Linked DNA regions of Macaca mulatta: region 2 is linked to region 1. A link is a contact called in public Hi-C data. All regions are on one chromosome and are shown on one strand. Each heading gives the region's core, a stretch centred on a gene start, on an enhancer-like site or on the middle of the called end of the contact. The rest is flanking DNA. Distances are from core to core; before and after follow the strand shown.

Region 1 (5,858 bases), core at 873-3,372:
GTCCTCCCCAGGCTGCTGCCAGCCACCCAGCACCGTGTCCTTTGTGCGTTTCTTCTAATGCCCTAGGTCAGCCTCCACTCCGCATTGCCACACACAGCTTTTTTGATATCCTGCTCTCTCCACGCGCGCCCCGCCTCACTGCCAGTTGTTACAAGTTGTTTTAAACGCTTGCAAGTATCACGTTTTCCACTCGTGTTGCGGCAGACATTGAGCCCAGTGCTGAAGACAGGAGATGAACATGACCTGACCCATGACCTCTCCAAAGACCTTCAGCTAGAAGACGTGCCTTTCAATTTTTAGTCCCCGCTCCCGGCATCAAATGGGTGCGAAGCGGGCATTCGATGAATATGCATTCATTTATTTAGCAAATGTTTATTGAGGGCCTACTACATACAGGCAGGCAGTGTGCCAGGTGCCAAGGATATGGTGGAAAACCAGACAGACGCAGAGTCCCCACGGCTCCAGAGGTGCGGGGCCAGCCTTGGCCAGTTCCCCTCAGTCCCCCCTCAAGGGCCTGACAAGGGTGCAGGGGGGTCGAGGTGGGGGCAAGCTGGGAGAAGTAAAGGCTGCTGGAAGTGGCGATGGCAACAGGAGCCGAAGCAAGAAGCGGGCGTGGCATCTGGCCAGGGCGACATATCCGTCTCGAAACCTAGACACGAGACGCACGCGCCGCAGCGGCCTCGGAGACCCCTGCGCCGCTGCGGCAGTCCAGACCACAGCCTCTACGCGGCGGCGGGCACGGGCCTAGGGGCAGGGGAGGTGGGAGGCAGATGGGAGCCCGCCAAGACTGGACTGTCTGGGAAGAAGGCGGCTGAACCGTGCGTGCGCGGCCGGAGCGGGGGCGCGCGATTGGAGCAGGCTAGCTTGGAAGGGGACCGGAGAAGTCTGCGGTTCCATGCCCAGACTCTGGGGCCTGGATTCCAATCGCAGGCCTGTTGCTTACATATGTCACCTTGCGCAAGTCCCTTAGCCTTCACTGGGACTCATTTACATCACTGGTAAAATGGGTTTCCAATAACCTTAGGTTGCTGCGAGGACTAAAAGGGACAATGCCTGGAAAGGCTTCAGTATGATGCTCAGCACGCAGGTAACGCTCCGGGGACCGAGGTTGTTAATACCGGCTGTTCGCACCTCGCCGGGTCCCCTCACTGCCCCCAGGCCAAGGCGCCCACTGCTCTCTTCCAAGGGACAGGCGACTAACCTATTGGGGCGCGCCCTGCCTAGATAGATTTATTTGCTTGCTTGGGGCGGGGTTTGGAGTGAAGCAGGGAGGAGAAGAAGATGGTGAGGGCAAAGAAAGGGAAGAAGCGGAGGGGCAGGAGGCGAGCGAGGCGGGGCCGGGGAGGAGCCGGGCTGGGCTCCCAGGGCCCCGGCGCAGCGCGCACCCGGAGCTGGCGGCGGCGGGGGCGGGGGCGGCGCGCGGCGGCCAATGGCGCGCGGCGCTGCGGTGAGGGCGGTGCAGGAACACCGGCCGCTGACAGCCAAACTCGCCAACTCCGCCCTCGTCCCCGCGGGATCCCGGAGCCTGAGCCGGCCTGGGGCCGAGGCCGCCCGAGCCGCGAGGCGAGCGAACATGGCAGCAAAATGAGGAGGCTGGCGCCGGGTCGTGGCAGCCGCTGCAGCGCTGCAGCTTGAGATCCCCGTCCGGCGCGCTCCGGGCCGCATCCTTAGCCGGCCTCCTGGCGGTCGCGGGATTATTTCATTCCGAGCGGAGGGCGAGGGATAAAGGAGACTCCCCAGCGGAGCGGGTCCGTGCCCAGACTCTGGGGCAGGGTGTAGACGTTTGTGTGTGCGATTCGCCGGCTGCGCAAACGACGCGGGAGAGAGACGGTCCCGGGCTGCGGCGGCGCGGCCGCGGGGATGAGCCGGCCATGGAGCGGCCTTGGCTGGGCGCACGCAGCGGACTGGCGCTGCCGCCCGAACGCCGCCTGAGCCGGGGCTCCAGGGGGCTTCGAAGCCTCCGGCGCCCTGGGGGGGTCCCTGTCGCCGACTCCGGGAAGGACGCAAGCCCCGCGTGGCGGACACTGCCGCAGTCACCGTACTGAGGCGCCCCGAGCTTGCTCCGCCTGCAGCTCGGTGCGCGCTGGGCACCCGGGCGCCTTGCCCGGTGCACGGCGGCTGGCGCACAGCGGCTAGATTGGCTGCAGGAGCCGGGTGCAGGACTAGCTGGAGGTGGGTGTGTGCGCGTGTTGGACTGGAGATCCGAGTAGAAGCAGAACCAGGCGGCTCTGAGCAGCCATGCTTCCCGGGGTGGGCGTGTTCGGCACCAGCCTCACGGCCCGTGTCATCATCCCGCTGCTAAAAGACGAGGGCTTCGCGGTGAAGGCGCTGTGGGGCCGCACGCAGGAAGAAGCGGAGGAGCTGGCCAAGGAGATGAGTGTCCCCTTCTACACTAGCCGCATTGATGAGGTGCTGCTACATCAGGACGTGGACTTGGTGTGCATTAACCTGCCGCCGCCTCTCACCAGACAGATCGCTGTCAAAACCCTAGGTGAGCGACCCCTACCCTGAATCCTCCGTCCCACACCCGCCCTTTAACCTTCCCTGGGTTCCTTCCCCGCTGCCTTTCCCTTTCCGTGTCCCAGAAGCTTACCCTGCATCTACGCTGCCCCAGGGATCTGAGATCCCAGATCCGACTCAGAGCTCCCTCCTTCCTTGTCCCGGGCCTTCCCCACCTTTGCACTTCCCTCCTGCCTCCTGGCACCACTTGGACGCGCTTCCCCACGTGTGTGGCTGGCAGGCTGGAGGAGGAGTGTGTTCCGGGGATCCGAACTAGGAAGATCAGATGCCGATATCAGGGGATGGGGTGCTCCGCAAGAAGAGGAAAGTTAGTCCTCAGCTGTGTGTGTCGTGTACGTGTGTGTGTGAGTGTGTGTGTGTGTGTGCGCGCGCGCGCCTGGGAGACGCGAGTGCGCGCCCAGAAACGCCTGAATAAAGGGCCGCACACGTGTCTCGGGGTTCTTGGGTTCGACAGAGGACCTGCCCTTCAGCAACTGTGGCGCCCTGTTGGGGTCGTTTGTTTCTTTCTACTGTGAGTTAGTTTAGCGTGACATTGGAGGTGTGACCATCGGCTGGAATTATTTCGTCTGCGCTGGAGGCAAGGATGATGGGAGTGGTTGGATGGGGGTGATGATTTAGAATGTTTTCAGAAGCGTCATAGGTTAGTAAAGACTGATTTGATAAAACCAGGGGTTTTAACTTTTGAATGCAGCCTTCCGGGAAATGTCTTCTGCCACAGTTTGGAGTAATCGATTTTAAATTTTTACGGGGATGGGCGCAGTAGCTCCAGAGGCATGGACGCTTTGCATCAGAAAAGGCCCTCGCTAATCGCCTTCAGGAATAGTTTCTGAAGGCACAGTGTTGACCCGCGGGGGCCGGAGATGAGTTCAGGGTGCCTCACCATCTGGTCCCTGCTCCCCTCAACTCCCAGGCAGTCTGAACAATCTCTGAGCACAGAGTAGCAACCTCTTAGCCCATGCTCAGGGGAAAGAGAAGGGCATGTTTTGTTCATCATCAGTTCTTACATATAACCTAAAACAATCCCAGGAAGCTTGCTTGATCTTACAATTCCAAGAAAATTAGCAGCTCACCTTTGAAAGCTGAAGTTTCTATTGGTGAGGAAAACACAAAGCTTATAACAAGAACAAAGCTTATAACCAGATGAAGCGAATAGTAGAACAGATTAGAAGGGAGGAACTGCCAAGGAACAGAGACCATCCAGAAACCAACCGGAAGTTATGTAGTCTTGGAAAGACTGTTTTATTTTTTAAAAATAGGTGTGGATTCAGGGTGGGTGAAATATATATATGTGTTTTAATTCTGCCTTCGAAGAGCTCTGAACAGAATGTAGAAACTCTCCATAGAAAGGCATTTTTATCAGGCCATTTGGCTGTTGACTCAGATGCGACATCTGATGGAATTCCTAAGGAGGCTGCTCACATTGTCAGTTTTAATTGTCAGTTAATTTTATTAAGTGTCTGCCCTTTGTGGCCTGTTTCTTTGGCCTTGAACTGAATGCCATTGAGTCTGGCCAATATTTATTTTCTGTTTGATGGAACATGTGTATTGGGTGGATAACTCCCTGGTTTACATTGGCTATTTGCATATTAAATATTTTATAACCATCTTGTGGTATAATTCTATTGGTGCAGTTTGTACAAAACTGGTCCCTCATGAGCCCTGGGTATACTGGAGAGCTTAGGACTGGTCATATCTGAAAGACCATGTTGTAACTTCGTTTCTCCACCATAGAGATGGTGGTTCCTGTCCTGGGTACAGACCCACAGAGCAAACCTAGAGCAGGAGGGTGGCGATTTGGGGAACAAGGATGACCTTGTTTTCTGGCTGTCTCTGGGAAGTTGGCCATGAAAGTATCTGGGGGCTCTGGTTTCAAGAGATGTGACACAAATTAGACATTTCTGGATACTTCTTCTGTTCTTATTTTTCAAATATCCCTGTGACTTTTCTTTAATTAACAAGACATGTCTGTTATCTCTTCAAAGCCAATGATAAGAGGCATAATAGACCTAGTTGAATAATGGTGATGACAGAATAGGGTTTTGTTCATGTTTTTAGGGTAGGTTTTGAGCTTCTTTCTTCTTTCTTTTTTTAACTCCTTCTTTTGCAGGCTGCCCCTGCGAGTGCACAGTGGGGTGGTCGTCTTCGTTTGCTTTACAGTCACTATTGAAGGTTCAACACATACAACACAGGAAGTGAAAAACCCCAAACAGTTACCAGGCTGGTCTGGCTGTTGGGAGTGTATAGATACGAGTGTTTGCCTGGACTCTGACTTGTCCGAGTAAATTGTCCTTTTAGCAAAGTCCTGGACTTTGGCTTGCTTGCCCAGTAATGGTGACAGGTCTGTGACTCTTGATCCACACTGATAACTGGTCACAGGCCTGTCAAAGTAAGGGGCTGGTCTAGGGACCACAGTGAATAGAAACTTAAGATCAATTGAATCACACACGTCCTCCTTTAATTTATTATTATTATTATTATACTTTAAGTTCTAGGGTACATGTGCACAACGTGCAGGTTTATAACGTGTGTATACTTGTGCCATGTTGGTGTGCTGCACCCATCAACTCGTAAGCACCCCTGTCATTTACATCAGGTATAACTCCCAATGCCATCCCTCTCCCCTCCCCCTCCCCATAATAGGCACTGGTGTGTGATGTTCCCCTTCCCGAGTCCAAGTGATCTCATTGTTCAGTTCCCACCTATGAGTGAGAACATGTGGTGTTTGGTTTTCTGTTCTTGTGATAGTTTGCTGAGAATGATGGTTTCCACCTGCATCCATGTCCCTACAAAGGACACAAACTCATCCTTTTTTATGGCTGCATAGTATTCCATGGTGTATGTGTGCCACATTTTCTTAATGCAGTCTGTCACTGATGGACATTTGGGTTGATTCCAAGTCTTTGCTATTGTGAATAGTGCTGCAATAAACATACGTATGCATGTGTCTTTATAGCAGCATGATTTATAATCCTTTGGGTATATACCCAGTAATGGGATGGCTGGGTCATATGGTATTTCTAGTTCTAGGTCCTTGAGGAATGGCCATACTGTGTTCCACAATGGTTGAACTATTTTACAATCCCACCAACAGTGTAAAAGTGTTCCTATTTCTCCACATCCTCTCCAGCACCTGTTGTTTCCTGACTTTTTAATGATTGCCATCCTAACTGGTGTGAGATGGTATCTCATTGTTGTTTTGATTTGCATTTCTCTGATGGCCAGTGATGACGAGCATTTTTTCATGTGTCTGTTGGCTGTATGAATGTCTTCTTTTGAGAAATGTCTGTTCATATCCTTTGCCCACTTTTTGATGGGGTTGTTTGTTTTTTTCTTGTAAA
Region 2 (5,858 bases), core at 1,624-4,123, 160 kb after region 1:
TCAAAAAAAAAAAAAAAAAAAAAAAAAAAAAAGGATCAGTGCTGTGGAAAAAGGAAAAGGTAGAACTGCATACAGGGGATTGGGATTCGAGTAAAGTGTTGCAATTTTAGGTGGGGTGGGGAGAGTAGCCTCTGGGAGGGGACATTTGATCACAACTGAGGTAAGTGAGTGGCCCATGCGGCAAGCAGAGGGTAACGTGTTGCAGGCACAGGGAATGTGAGAAGGTCCTAAGGTAAGGCAGTCACTCATAGTAGCTGAGATTGAGGTAAGAGAAGGTAGACCATGAGAAGTGTTGTTAGGCTGTTGTGAGTACTTCAGTTTTTCCTGTGAGAGAAATGGGGAGCCACTGAAGGATTTTGTGCAGAGGAGGGATATTTTTAGATTCATTCTGGCTGCAGAGTTGACCAAAGTCTCAGGGTGTTATCTCTTAGGGAAGCTTCCACATATTCTGTTAGCAGCTCATCAAAAAACAGAATGAAGGGCAGTTGAAGGCACCAATATTGCTGTCACCATTCAGTGAATAGCAGCCTTGAAAACTGATTATATGAATTGGAGTTATCTTGTCATACCCAGATAAATTAGAGTCCAGAAATGAGGGAGAAGAGAAAGTATTTGGGGCACAAAGTGCCTGCCCAGGAATTATATTGAAAGCCAGCTGCCAAGGTGACCTGCTATATAACCTGAAGACCAGTTTTACCTAGTAGCTGCTGAAACTCTAAGACTAGTTTTACTTACCACCTTCTCTCACAAATTAGAGCTTGCCTGCTCCTAAAAACTTTGCTTAGGGTCAATGAGCTATCTTTCAAGGCAATACATAACATTTCTCTAATGAAACCTCCAACCATCTCTTTGTTCTTCTGAAGACCACCCAAGTCTGTGTGTATGCCCTGAACTGCAATTCTGTTTTCCCAAATAAAATGATTTAGAGACTCATCTTTGTATTTTTAATTGATCTTGACACAGCCAATTCACATATATCCCTACTGTGCCACATGCCAGGCACCATGCCAAGTACATTACATACTTTCTCATTTAACCCTTCCCACCTTCTATATAATCACCACTATTGGTGATGATTTTATTCTATTATTATTTTTTGAGACGGAATTTTACTGTTGTTGCCCAGGCTGGTGCCATCTCGGCTCACTGCAACCTCCGCCTCCTGGGTTCAAGTGATCCTCCTGACTCAGCCTCCGGAGTAGCTGGGATTACAGGTGTGCACCATCACGCCCGGCTAATTTTGTATTTTTAGTAGAGATGGGGTTTCACCATGTTGGCCAGGCTGGTCTCGAGCTCCTGACTTCAGGCGATCCGCCTGCCTCAGCCTCCCAAAGTGCTGGGATTACAGGCGTGAGCCACCGCGCCCAGTCTTGGTGATGATTTAAAGACAAGAAAATGAAATTGTAAAAGTTAGTGACCGGCCCAAGGTTTAGATCAAGTAAACGGAACCTGTGTAAGGTAACTTGAAGAACTCTGCTTACTCATGTGAACACTACCCAAGTAAGGTTTAGTACCCCAGTACTGAGGAACTAAAGATGGTGGTGGTAAGGGGGTGGGGAGAGGCATCAGTGTTTGAGTTCAACCACCACACGTTTCTTTTTTTAAGTTCTGTCTAGCCATTATACCACACATTTGTCTGCACTATAACCGGACTTCTGCACTGTTGATAGTCCTAAGTTTCCTCTAAAGCTTGGCATCTGTGTGGTTTATTTGGTAGAGATTTGGACTTTCAAAGGGACGATACCCATCACTGGGGATTTCTCTCAAACCCTGGCGGTTTAAAAACCTACTTGGGCACTGCTGCTCAGCCGGTGGACCAGTGAGGCAAGCACAGAAATAGAAAGCAAGCATTTGTAAGCGTTAGTAGCTACTTTAAAGAGTAACTTTGTTCTGTTAGACCTACTAATAACAAATCGGAGCTTGTATTTAGCACATATATATTTTTTTAACTTTCATTTTTCTCCCATTTTATAGTATTTTACCTGAGAGGCTGAATATACTAAGACAATGGCCAAACCTAATATAAAAACAGACCTCTAATCCACAACCTGCAGCAACCTGCCCGGAAAACCAGTCCGTTATCTACAATAAGCAACCCAGGGAGCCTGCCTGCTCTAAATCAGACTTGCAGGAAGCCAGATTGCCGTCTCTAGCAACAGTCTAGGAAGCTGAACAATAACTTCTGTAACAACTGGGCTCCAGTGGCCAGGACTTAATAACTGATCGCTTTCTTAATTTTTGTCCTTGCTTCCAAGTTAGGACCGACCAGAGAAAGGCAACTATGCCCCCTAACCAATCCCTGGGATATTTCACTTCTAGGGAGCTGCCTCCAGACTCCGGTCTGCGCACACCTAAAGCCTTCCCTTTTGTCCACCCTAAAGCGTCCCCACTCCTCTGTCTGCCTTTGCGTCCCTCCCCAAAGGCAAGGGACAGTGGCTGACGCCTTTGCTCTTCTCGTTCAGATGGTCTTCCATTTATTCCCACACACCCGGGGCGGGGAGGAAATTAGCAAAAGCAAAACTCGGGTCCTGCACGCAGGCAGCTTAAGTATGGCCCTAGGGCTCGGGTCTCCCCTAGGTAGGAAACTCGAGGGCCGGAGACGGCAGTGCAACCCAGGCACGCGCCTTCGGACGGCCGGAGTAAATGGTCGCGAGATTTTGCAGGGTAGCAAGGGCCCGGGTGCCTAGGGTGGGAGAAACTACACAAGCCTGGAGGCGAGTCTAGCCCTTTATCCCGTCGGGTTTCACCAACGAAACCCCGAGCTTCCCGGAGTGAGGGTGGAGCTTCCTGCGCGCGCCCTCTGCGCATGCGCCGGCCCAGTGCCCGCCCCTCGACCTGGAGTTGATGTCACATCCGGCGGCGGCGGCGGCGGCGGTGCTGAGTTTTGTCTCCCGGGCCGTCGGGGCGCGCACGGGTGTCCCAGGTGTCCCGCCATCTCCCTCCTTCCCGCAGGACTCGCCCCTCCTGGCCCTGGGCTCCAACGGTGCCCGCCTGCCCGGCGGTCAGTCAGCGCACAGGGCACGGCTTCCTCTGCTTCTCCGGACCACTTAGTCTCAACCCGGGCGTGTTTCCACTTCTAGAGGTGAAGCATCCATCAGAGAGAGAATGGGACCTGGGGTCTTGGACCACGGTGTTTTTACTTTTCCCATCAGGTGGACGCGCATGGGCAGGAGATTTTATTTGCAATGTTTCCTCCTAGAGGATGCCTTTGTCATTGTAGTGCAATCTAAGAATGGGTGTCCTTAGACAACAGGGACCGACCGAATCGTCATGCAACTGTTTGGATGCCTTAAAAAAAAAATAAATCCCCACACTCATTACGCGTTTTATGCTGCTGACTTTTTTATTTTTAAGACATCTGCTCCCGAAAGCTCAGAGCCATTTAGCATTTCATTTACTAAACGAATCCTAATCTTTCCTGTGACTGGATCAGTTCAGAGGATATCTTTTCAATAAGGAAGGAAGCCCTCCCCTGCTCACTGGGGACGTCTCAGGATGTTTAAACCTGAAGATTTACTCTTGTGCACAGAGCCTGGAAGCATTTGCGTGAGGCAGTGCCGTGCTTTTTTGGGAAATGCATCACATCTTTTCTGTTCTTGAAACGCCAAATCTAACTTGGTCTTTTTTTGGATGAGTTACCTCCAGTATTATGAAGGTTACTATGAAGGAACCTGAGACCACTGAACTTTTTGAGTTCTTGCGATAGATTTTAAATCGTTTTTCTGGCTTCAACTCTGACTTTAGGATCACTGTCAATCGGCTACATTCTTTACTCTCTTCTCCTTATAATTTAATGCAATTTATCTGTTGTAAGTTTTGAATTTTGATAGTTACACTTAATAGAATTGTGTTTAAAAGAAAAGTGAGGAACTCGTGGCTTTTTACTTTTATATAACTTAATTTTTCATTTTGCAAAATGCCCATTTAAAAAAACAACTAAGCTAAAGAAAGGAAATTAAAATCATCTGGAATCCTACTACCTAAAGATAACCATTGCTAACATTTTGGAATAGAGTGTTAATTTTTAAAATACATGAAATTTGTAAAAAAACAATGAAATCATAGTGTATACTGTTGGAGTATAGTTTTTTTTGACATATCTTGCCTGGCTTCCATTTCACTTATTTTTTTTTCTTTGCACATTTATAATAACTACAGAATGTTCTATTGTGCTAGGCATTCATAGGTATAGTGGGAAACCTAGTGCATAAACCTTGTGCCATGTATTTTAGCAGCTCAGAGAACTTTTAACGTATATCTTGGGTTTTGGCCAAGATGCATAGGTGGATGGTTGTAGAACTGAGTAAAAGGAAATCTTTAATATTGGGTCCTATGCAAGGGTACATCAGATTTATTGAAAAGGTGGAGAACATCATTGAAAATTATTCTAATTCTTGACTCATTGTTTCTACATTCACTTTTCTCCTTCGTCTCTCTCTCTTTCTGTGTCTCCTCCAAGAATGAAATATGACTGACGACTCTCAGAGAAACTTTCGTTCAGTATATTATGAGAAAGTGGGGTTTCGTGGAGTTGAAGAAAAGAAATCATTAGAAATTCTCCTAAAAGATGACCGTCTGGGTGAGTGCTTTTTAAAATTAATCTCATTGGTTCTCAGTCATTCCACATGTTCTTAAGTAAGTATTTTCTTAAAAGACATCCAGAAGCATTGGTTGTTTGTTGTATTTTTTAGTGATGTGTTGAAGCAGAATGGTGTATTTTGAGAAAAGTTATAGATTTTTCAAATTTATATTTCACTGAGGGTCAGAAGTTTTTGAAAGGTTTCTTAAGAAAGTCGTTAATATTTTTTCTTTAATTGAACCTATATGTATTATCTAGGTAAATTTGCAATAACTCTGGTCATGATTTTTTTCTTCTTTTTTTTGAGACCGAGTCTGACTCTGTTGCCCAGGCTGTAGTGCAGTGGTGCGATCTGGGCTCACTGCAACCTACACTTCCTGGGTTCAAGCGATTCTCCTGCCTCAGCCTCCTAAGTAGCTGGGACTACAGGCATGCGCCACCATTCCTAGCTATTTTTTGTGTTTTTAGTAGAGACAGTCACCATGTTGGCCAGGCTGGTCTCAAACTCCTGACCTCAAGTGATCCACCCACCTCGACCTCCCAAAGTGCTGGGATTACAGGCATTAGTTACCACGCTCAGCCCATGATTTTCTTCTATGGAAATACTAAGAGTGCATTGTATATTGACATTTTAGTTTATTTTAAGCCAATCTGAATAAGGTCTGTTGTTGACTAAAGTAAAATAAACTGAACCATATTTAAAGATAATACTTTATTTGCATAGAGTACTTTTAAAGTTTCTGAAACACTTCTCACCTTATCTTTGATCTTCAACTGTACAGTCTTTGCTTTAGTATGTCTGGTATTCTCCTTTGATAAGTAGAAGAATTGAGGGTCAGGGAACTAACTGTAATTTACTGGAAAATGTAGGGTTTTGAAGGTGGACTGCACCACTTACTAGCTGTGTTAGTTTGATCAAATCATTTAACTGCTTTGAACTTCAGTTTCTGCATTTTTAGAACAAGAACTACCTAACAGGCTTGCAATGTGAATTAAATGAAATAACCCTGTAATTAATAACTACCACTGTTATAGGGAATGTAGTAATATATGCAAAATGCATCTCCAATGCTGTAAAATGCAAATTGTTTTTATTTTTATTATTATTTTTTAAGACAGCGTCTCACTCTGTTGCCCAGGCTGGAGTGCAGTGGCATGATCTTGGCTCACTACAACTTCTGCCTCCTGGGTTCAGGTGATTCTTCTGTCTCAGCCTCCTGACTAGCTGGGACTACAGGTGTGTGCCACCATACCTGGCCGATTTTCGTATTTTTAGTAG

Evidence for each region. Hi-C and Micro-C count contacts between places; a contact is called where the count stands out from the background.
Region 2: a contact with region 1 is called in a Hi-C map of fetal cortex germinal zone, with 2.8 times the contacts expected there. The contact joins the promoter of TBC1D7 here to the promoter of GFOD1 in region 1. A contact is called at or near these places in 3 of 14 Hi-C or Micro-C datasets (fetal cortex germinal zone, fetal cortical plate and fibroblasts).

The regions. Positions count from the first base shown.
Region 1 is chr4:169,623,958-169,629,815 of T2T-MMU8v2.0, forward strand. GFOD1 (Gfo/Idh/MocA-like oxidoreductase domain containing 1) reads left to right here and starts at 2,123. Exons shown (of 2, transcript NM_001266214.1): 1 at 2,123-2,491. The coding sequence starts at 2,239.
Region 2 is chr4:169,786,313-169,792,170 of T2T-MMU8v2.0, forward strand. TBC1D7 (TBC1 domain family member 7) reads left to right here and starts at 2,874. Exons shown (of 7, transcript XM_015135574.3): 1 at 2,874-3,082; 2 at 4,460-4,579. The coding sequence starts at 4,468.